2 separate regions of the Mus musculus genome follow, and region 2 is linked to region 1. Evidence: chromatin contacts called from public Hi-C data. All regions are on one chromosome and are shown on one strand. The core of a region is the stretch at or near the end of the contact, and the rest is flanking DNA. Distances in the headings are between cores, read along the strand shown. Region 1 holds the start of Zc3hav1l (zinc finger CCCH-type, antiviral 1-like). Region 2 overlaps Zc3hav1 (zinc finger CCCH type, antiviral 1).

Region 1 (4,547 bases), core at 386-2,885:
CATCATGGCAGGAAACATGGCAGCATCCAGGCAGACATAACACTGGAGGAGCTGAGAGTTCTACATATTGTTCTGAAGGCAAACAGGAGAAAACTTGTTTCAGAGCCTACCCTCACAGTGACACACTTCCTCCAACAAGGCTACACCTACCCAACAAGCCGCATCTCCTAATAATGCCACTCCCTGGGCCAAGCAAATTCAAATTACCATACCCCTATATGATATCAGGCCTCTAGCATTTAAAAACTCTCTGAAAAGATGGCAGAATTTCAAATTTTTTCACGGTACTCATTCAGACTTTTAATCTGGAATGAATTACAATCCAGAATTCTGAAATTGAATATATTTCTAAGGGCAAGGTCTTTGGCTGAGTCGGGATCTCACCCATTTGGTTAGTCTAGCCAATTAGCTGCCCCTGTGGATCCTGCCACTGCCTACCAAGTGCTTGCATTACAAGTGGCCCCCACATCTTCCTGTATTTGTATAGGATCTGGGCATTCAAATTCCAGCCTCACACTTGTCTAGTAAGTGTTTTATCCACTGGGCTGTCTTCCCAGTCCATCTATTCTGTAACATACAGAATCAGTCTTATTAAACTTCTGGATACACTTGCTTACAACATCAGTGCCCTTGAAGTAAAATTCTTCCCTATCTCTATCTTGCTTGAACGTCTCTTCTCTCTGTGTGCATGTGGTTTTCATTCCTCTCTAACCCCTTTCTCAACTTGAATCTTTCTTTTTTCAGTTGTATCTTAGGTCGGCTTCTCTCAGAGGCAAACAGAGAAGGATTGTTTGAGAGCAGACCCTTTACAAGGTAATCCCAAGGAACCACTTCTCAGTTTACATTTTCGGCTGGGCTCCCTGGTAAGCAGATAAGGATTCCATGTAAACCGTTTCTTAGTAGGGAGGGAACACAGGGAAAGGCAGGTTCTACAGGAGCAACAGGGTTCTTTTCCATTAAGGAATCATAGCGACGAAACCATAGAATATCTCTCGACCACTCCGTAGAGGAATAATACGCTAGGAATTTGTCCATTGTTAGGAAGGAAAATCCTTTTAGGTTTAGTGGGTGTTTATGTATATTGTCACCAATTTGACAATAGGAAAAATGTTTATTTATAAGCTGACAGAGAAAAATCAACAATATCATGGCTCAATCCCATCTGAGGCATGGAGCTGATTGATCAGTATTATGGTGTGTGTTCAATAAACCATCCCTATCTGACTGAAATCGGGGTTTGTGTAAGCTCGTGGGGCGACTCATGGACCCCAACACTTAGGAAGTTTTTACCCACTGTGCTGGTTCCTTACTAGGTTTTTTGAGACAGGGTGTCATGTAGTCCAGGCTAGCCTCCAACTCCCCTTTGCAAAGGACGCTGGCCTTGATCTCGGCCTTTTCTTGCCCCCACCTCCCAGGTGCTAGCTAACATTCCAGGCGCGCGCCCCCAGGCTGGGAGAACCACTTCAGCAGTTTACATTCTTTGCAGCCCTCCCTGTTATCCGGTATCTGCCAGGAACCCAGGAGCCAGGAATGTTGCAGGGGCTCAGGCCCTGCCTTCTGAGGCCCGGCCCCCTACAGCTCGCAGGCTCCGGTCGGGGCCGCGGCGGGGAGGAGCCTGGAGGCCCCGGGCTGGCGGGGACGCGCTGGCGGGCCATGGCGGACCTCACTCTGTGCGCGTTCCTCACCAAGGTGCTGTGTGCTCACGGCGGCCGCATGTTCCTGCAGGACCTGCGCGGCCACGTGGAGCTGTCGGAGGCGAAGCTGCGGGCCGTGCTGCGGCGCGCGGGTCCAGAGCGCTTCCTGCTGCAGGAGGTGGAGCTGCGCGACGGCCCGTGGGACGCAGAGGCCGAGGTGGCGGCGGGCGAGGGCGCGGGCGCGGGCTCAGGCGGCGGCGCCACGGCCTGCAGGGTGATGGCCGTGTCCTCCGCGCGCCTCTGCGCCCGCTACCAGCGCGGGGAGTGTCAGGGCTGCGACCAGCTGCACTTGTGTCGCCGCCACATGCTGGGCAAGTGCCCCCACCGCGACTGCTGGTGAGGGGCGGAGTCCTCAGTGTCCAGCGGGGCAGTGGGTGCGGGCGGGCGGGATGCGCCTTCCGGATGCTTCTCGGCGAGCCTGGGTGGGATGGGACAAAGGCCTTCGCGCTGGCCGCCCTGTGCACCTAGTCGCCGAGAGAAATAATATGGAAGGTCTCTCCACTGAGGTTTATTATTCACCCCCCCCCCGCCCCCCAATTTGCTGTCCCTGTCCCAGGATGCTAGGATGTTCCACAACAGCAGCCCGGTTGAATCCGTGTTGCCACTTTTGAATTCACTTATGCCAAATGCCGCTTGAGGGACACCTGGGGGCTTTATGGCCCGCGGAACTTCTGTTCCCTTCTCTCCCTCCTTCCATAACCACAGCCCTTTCGCGCTTAAAAATCTGGTGTCCAATCGCAGGAAACTGGTGGCAGGATGGGGTGAGGGCATAGTGCTGCATAGCCCAAGCCCAGTGCTTTGCAGCAATCCGGGAAGCTTTCTAGTGCTTTCTTTGTAGTGTTGGTGGACAAAGAGAGGCCAGCAGCTGTTGTTGGCCTGAAGATTACGTTTTAGTCTTTACAAAAACAGATAAGTAATCTCAAAAAAGCCTGAGGGTAGGGTACTCACAGAACAGGGAAATGACCCCTGGAAGCTGAGTTGCCTCAATCCGAATTGTTTTATTAGTACTTGGGGAATTCACTTGTGAAGTGGAAATGCCCTAGGCAGAGTTAGACCCACCAGCCTCTTCCCTCTTCTTGACCCGGCCTCCTGACTGCTTTGAACTCTTCTAGGTCTACCTGTTCTCTGTCCCATGATATCCACACACCTATCAACGTCCAAGTCCTGAAAAGCCGGGGGCTTTTTGGCCTCAATGAAGGGCAGCTGCGAATCCTGCTTTTGCAGAACGACCCCTGCCTTTTCCCAGAGGTGAGTCCTTGAGAAGTCGCCATCCTACCATCAACTGTGGCAAGGCTTTCTCTCACTGATGTCTATCCCTCGATGTTTGTGTTCTTTTGTTGGGATAGGATCTTAAATAGCCCAGGATGTTAGTGAACTTGTCATTTAGCTGAGGCTAGCTTTCTGTTCTGCTAATCCACGCCCCTTCAAAGGCGAAGGTGATAGGGAGCCACCTCCCACCACCACTTTAGATGTTCATTTTAACTGCTTTTTTTTTTTTTTTTTTTTTAAAGAAACTCTTTTTTTTTTTTTTAGATTTATTTATTTATTATATGTAAGTACACTGTAGCTGTCTTCAGACACTCCAGAAGAGGGAGTCAGATCTCGTTACGGATGGTTGTGAGCCACCATGTGGTTGCTGGACCTTCGGAAGAGCGGTCGGGTGCTCTTACCCACTGAGCCAACTTACCAGCCCCCATTTTAACTGCTTTTAAGTACTATGATTTGGTTCCAGATACTTAAACACTACCCATTTTTATTTGCTGGAGTGGTAAAATTAACACATTTGTTTCTATTTCTGTGAATTTATTAACAAAAGAATCATCTCAAATTTATGAGACTACCCATAAAATAATTTTAAAAGATTTATTTATTTGGGGCTAGAAAGAAGGCTTAGAGGTTAAGAGCACTGGCTGCTTTTTCAGAGGTCCTGAGTTCAATTCCCAGCAACCACATGGTGGCTCACAATCATCTGTAATGGGATCTGATGCCCTCTTCTGGTGTGTCGGAAGAGAGCTACAGTGTACTTATATATAATAAATAAATCTTTAGAAAAGGCAATTCTTATCTTTTAGAAAAGATTTATTTATTATGTATACAATGTTCTCCCTGCATGTACACCTGCACACCAGGAGATGATACCAGATTTCATTGTAACTGGTTATGAACTACTGGGATTTGAACTCAGGACCTCTGGAAAAGCAGCCAGTGCTCTTAACCTCTGAGCCATCACTCCAGCCCCCTATAAGATTTTAATCTGGCATGATCATTGTAGACATTCCTGTCAGAGGCAGGAGGAACAAACACTTCCATCCAGAATGTCTCTTTCTACAGCCTGAGGTATTTTCTTATCTTTGAGGGACCTGAGCCCTGATAAAATCAGATCCATGGCTTCAATGCAGGAAAGAATTTTGGGGAGAGCTCATATGAAGTAGGGTTTATTAACAGACCTTAAAAACTAGATATATTTACTGGTGAGTTTTTTTGGGTTGTATATAGGGAGTAGTGTAGCATCTGTGTGGTAGTGCATCCCTGTAACCATAGCAGCAGCAGAGAGGGGAAACATCTCTGAAAGTCTGAGACCTGCCTGGTCATAGAGTGAGCTCCAGTCCAAATAATTCCAGGCATTGAAACCCGGTCTTAAAAAACAAACAAAAACCCATAGTGAATCAGTTCACCAGATTAGATTAGCTATTGTCAAAAGAGAAGAAAGAAAGGAAGGAAGGAAGAAAGGAAGGGAGGGAGGGAGAAAGAAAGAAAGGAGGGAGAAAAAGAAAGGAGAAAAAGTAGACAGTGTGATGATGAAGTTCTCTAGAGGCTAAAGATTTGAGAGTTCAGGGCCAGCCTGGGATACAC
Region 2 (4,753 bases), core at 1,938-4,437, 39 kb before region 1:
GAATTCACTCTGTAGACCAGGCTGGCCTCGAACTCAGAAATCTGCCTGCCTCTGTCTCCCGAGTACTGGAATTAAAGGTGAGCACCACCACTGCCCAGCTTCTTTTTCTTTTTTTTTTTTTTTTTTTTAATATGGAGACAGAGGCATGCAGATCACCATGAGTTTGAAACCAGCCTGGTTGATTTTATCTGTATAGTGAGACCCTGTTGTTGTTTGTTGTTTAAAGTATATATTTGTGTATGTGCAATCAAACTGAGGTCACTGGGTTTGTTGGCAAACATTTACCATTACCCAGGATGTCATCTGGCTGGGCCAGTGGACCTCATAAAATTGTATTCTTTCTGTAGGATTGATTAGTCTGTGTTAATTACCAAAGGATACAGCATTTGATCTTTGCTGAGTGAAAGTTTAGTGAACTTTTCCTTTTTAATCTACTTCACACATGCTAAGCAGGTGGTCTACCACTGAAGTTGAACTCAGTCTTTTAGGCTGGCGTATGGAATGATGGATTTCAGTATGGTGTTTTCACATCTCCATGCCCTGCCGGTTTGTTCCCTTCTCCCAAGGCCCTTCCCTGCTCCCCTGCACCCTCTTGGTACCCTCCCCCTTTTTAAAAGATTTATTTTATGTATGTGAGTATGCTATTGCTCTCTTCAGACACACTAGAAGAGGGCATCAGATCCCATTTATGGTGGTTGTGAGCCACCATGTGGTTGCTGGGAATTGAACTCAGGACCTCTGGAAGAGCAGTCGGTGCTCTTAACTGCAGGGCCATCTCTCCAACTCAGTAAACCCTTTCTTCTTCCCAGTAATTCCTTCTGTGTCCTCTTTTCTTCTCCCCCTTTGCTTAGAACTCGAGATGCCTGCCGTCCCTCTCCCGGCCCTCTTTCTACCCCCATGCCGTGTGAATATGGCTGTCTTCTTTCTCATTTCCGCTGTGACGTGCAAACATTGACAGTTGTCCTCTGTCCTTCCAGGAACCTCTGCAAATATTCTCACGATGTTCTCTCGGAACAGAACTTCCAGGTCCTGAAGAATCATGAGCTCTCCGGGCTTAACCAAGAGGAGCTGGCGGTCCTCCTGGTCCAAAGCGACCCTTTCTTCATGCCTGAGGTAGGTCCTGGTTCTCACTTTAAACACCAGGCAAGAGTATTATGTGCAAGCCAGACGTGCTGGTGCACACCTTTAAACCCAGCACTCTTGGGAGGCAGAGGCAGGCAGATCTATATGAGTTTGAGGCTAGCCTTGTCTATGTAATAAGTTCCAGGCCAGCCAAGGCTACCTGGTGAGACCCTGTCTGAACAAATGAAAGAAGAATTTGGGTCCACATGGCTGCCAGGGATTCCACTGTGAACAAAGATGGCTTGAAGACGTGGCGGTAGCTGGACTGCCTGAGGCTTAACATCAGGGTAGCCTTGGAATTGAAGCTGGATGCCTGAAAGATGCAGGCACAGATTGTGTCACTGTGCCAGAGACTCCTACTGTAAATTCAGTGATAAAGAAAATATACTTTAAGCTTTTTACTCCTTGATAGCCTCATCAAGGACCAGTAGGCTACAGCCCAGAAGCCAAACCTAGTCCAGAAATAAAAGTCTAGTGGAACACAGCCGTGCAGATGAGTTTACAGGTTTTCTGTTTCTGTTTCCCCCTCCAGGGGTCAGGTGAGTAGTTGCAACAGAGACTGACTGGCCAGAAGAGCCTAAATTGTTGACTGTGGATTGTTACAGAAGTACGGTGCCTCTGGGTCCTGTGTGGATGCGGGCAGGCAGATATGCCGCAGGGTTGGGAAGAGGGTCCAACACCTTTTTGCAAGACTCATGTTAGTGAGTTACGAGCCCTGTTGTCTTCGGAATGTGGCTTTCATCTCTTAGTACAGGGATTTCTGTCACCACTTTTTAGTCAGTGGGATTGTAGAAGGGAAGTTGAAGCCAAGCAGTTTACCCTTTTGAAAACTGGACACTGTGTGTAGCACATCTGCTCACATCTCATTGGCCAGTGCTAATCACATGGTCATATTAGTTGAAAGTGGGGCTGAGAAATGTAGTTGCTGGCGGAGTGGCTGCCTGTCAAGGACTTCTATTACTAGAGGAAAGACAGATGATGGAAGATAATGAAGTCTTATTTGCATAGGCTTATAGAGTGGAGAGTCAGTTGATGTTGCTCAAAGGACCATGCATGACCCGAGAAAAGCCCTTGAGTGGAGAATCCCTGAGTGTACCCACAATACAAAGTCATTAGCAGTCTCACACAGAATGGGAGACTGAGCAGGAGCAACGCCGAAAGGGGCAGAAGACAGACAGGGAGGCAGAGCAATACAGGAAGAGATGGAAGGGTAGAAGAGATATGAAGCTGCCAAGAAGGTTGGAGTTCTGTTAGATAAGACAAGCTAGCCAATGGAGATTTCTTGAGGATTGACCATTTGGGGGCATTTAAAAACTCTGGCACAACAGGTGATTTTTGAGGTGTCCACTGAGCTCTGAAGGCAGGGCGTTGTGTAGCTTGAACACATAGAGATCCACCTGCCTCTGCCTTCCTAGTTGGGGTTAAAGGTATACCCCACCTCACCTGCTCTTTGTTTTATTAGAGACACGAGCACCCTATGTAGCCCAGGCTAGCCTCAAACAGACATACTTTCTCCACTTCTTGAGGGCTCATAGTAGTAGACACGTACTATTATGCTTGGTGTACCTGCTACTGGGAATTGAACCCAGGGCCTGTGTTACAAGCCAGCTCCTGGATTCCTCTATGTGTCCAGGTGATGCTCATGGTTCAGACACCTCACTTTAAGAACTGTGGTCTAGAATTAGATTCGGTAGCACTTATGCGCTGAAGTCTGGTTCTAGAGGCTCTGTCACTATTCCTGGGGTCAGCCTTTGTCTCTGCATCCAGACTCATTCCCAGTTCATACAGCCTATTGAACTAAACACCTTCATCTTTCAGCTGCCTGCAAGGTGAGGCTAATGACTAATCATTTTCTTCACCTAGTGGCTCAGACACCTGCCTCAGACTTCTTACTTTGCACAATACAGTCTTATACTTTGTCACGCCGCCTCCCAACAGATGTTAGGCAGGCAGACAGAACAAATATTTTCCTTCTGCTGTCGAAAAGGAAACAGAAACTAGAAGGTCACTGGGACCGGGAGGTTACCCAGCTGCTTCTAGGGCCTTGACTTTAAAGCAGTCTCTGTTAGCCCTGTAGCCACATGATCTGATTGCACCATCCCTGGATTTTACTCCAGCTCTGTAGAGCTATGTGTGCAGATGTGTTTGTTTAGAATACTGTAACTGGGGGCTGGAGAGATGGCTCAGCGGTTAAGAGCACTGACTGCTCTTCTAAAGGTCCCGAGTTCAAATCCCAGCAACCATGTGGTGGCTCACAACCATCCGTAATGAGACCTGATGCCCTCTTCTGGGTGTCTGAAGACAGCTACAGTGTGCTTATATATAATAAATAAATTAAAAAAAAAATAGAACACTGGAACCTTCCTAACACTGTGCCCCTTTAATGCAGTTCCTTGTGTTGTGGGTGACCCCCAACCATCAAATTATTTCATTGCTACATCATAACTGCACTTTTGCTGCTGTTATGAATCTTACCCTGCTATTTGACCCCCAAAGGGAGTCTAGATAGTGGGTAAGGATTTCCTTACTGAGTTGGTTATGGTGGTGTGTGCCTGCAATCCCAGCACTTGGGAGGTCAGGGAAGCAGGATTATGAGTTGAAATCTAGTCTGTGCTACATGAGTCCTCGTGTCCAAAACCTGAAAGCAAGGCTGAGCAGCACAGTGGTGCGCACCTTTCATTCTGGCTAACAAACAAAAACCAAGTGGGGAGGAGTGTGCACACCTTTATCCCAGTTCCTGGGAGGCAGAGGCAGGTGGATGTCTTCATAGGTCAAGGAAGGCTGGAGAGATGACTCAAAGGTTAAGAGGGCCTGAGTTCAAGTCCCAGCAACCACTTGTAGTCATCCATACGGTGATATGATGCCCTCTTCTGGCCTGCAGCCACACATGCAGGCAGAGCGCTGTAAGCATAATAAATAAATAAATAAATAAATAAATAAATAAATAAATAAATCTCTTTTTTTTTAAAAGAGTTCATCACCCTACTTCTTCCCTCTCTCCCACCCCTCACATACAAAATCATTTGAACAGGTCCTATTCTGGCTATCAGAGACAAATGACAAAATCCCAAAGTTGCAAATAACACACACACACTTTTTTTTCCTTTCAACGGTAGAGTAAGTTAAGATCCAAATTAGACTTCCTCTTTGGGGCTCCCTTATGATGTCCTGTGTACAGCTTGCCATGTGAGTTTGATTCTCCCAGGAATTATCAAATTCATCACTATTTTTCTCCTTTAAGTTTCCTTTCTTTTAAATGCAAGGTTTCTGCACTGCATTTGTGATCCTCTTTGCCTCGGCCTCCTGAACACTGGGTTACAGGTATGCACCATCATACGTGATATTGTCTGTTAATTCTTTCGACTCTTCTGTCCCCAAATAAGTCACCAGTTGAAGCCATCTCATCAGCCTTGGGTGTTGCGTGCATTGTTTCCCCCATGGCTCTCCTGGGTTGTTTTTTTTGGGGGGGGGGGCTGCACCCTTAACTGGTGGTGTGGCAGCCAGGTCCAGGTGTTCTTGCCTCATGGTTCTTTCTTTCTTCTCTAGATATGCAAGAGTTACAAAGGAGAGGGCCGCAAACAGATCTGCGGGCAGCCGCAGCCCTGCGAGAGACTCCACATCTGTGAGCACT

The links. Hi-C and Micro-C count contacts between places; a contact is called where the count stands out from the background.
Region 2: a Hi-C map of Th2 cells shows a contact between it and region 1, with 1.5 times the contacts expected there. The contact joins the enhancer-like site here to the promoter of Zc3hav1l in region 1. A contact is called at or near these places in 2 of 39 promoter capture datasets (embryonic stem cells and macrophages), 26 of 484 Hi-C or Micro-C datasets (the Ba/F3 cell line, the C2C12 cell line, CD4 T cells and 18 more), 7 of 115 datasets of contacts at active chromatin or transcription factors (CD8 T cells, the SCID.adh cell line, embryonic forebrain and 3 more) and 2 of 9 other capture datasets (adipose tissue and liver).

The regions. Positions count from the first base shown.
Region 1 is chr6:38,296,347-38,300,893 of GRCm38.p6, reverse strand. It overlaps Zc3hav1l (zinc finger CCCH-type, antiviral 1-like), which reads left to right and starts at 1,635. Exons shown (of 4, transcript NM_172467.3): 1 at 1,635-2,030; 2 at 2,807-2,942. The coding sequence starts at 1,654.
Region 2 is chr6:38,336,580-38,341,332 of GRCm38.p6, reverse strand. Zc3hav1 (zinc finger CCCH type, antiviral 1) reads left to right here. Exons shown (of 13, transcript NM_001347122.1): 2 at 978-1,113; 3 at 4,669-4,753. Among named protein-coding and RNA genes, the nearest start is that of Zc3hav1, 16 kb to the left of the region's middle. Within about 2 kb of position 3,187, at least 43 of the 459 cell types and tissues checked have an H3K27ac peak or open chromatin away from gene starts, as enhancers often do. A contact at or near this core is called in CD8 T cells, Th1 cells, Th2 cells and 3 more, where this site is marked.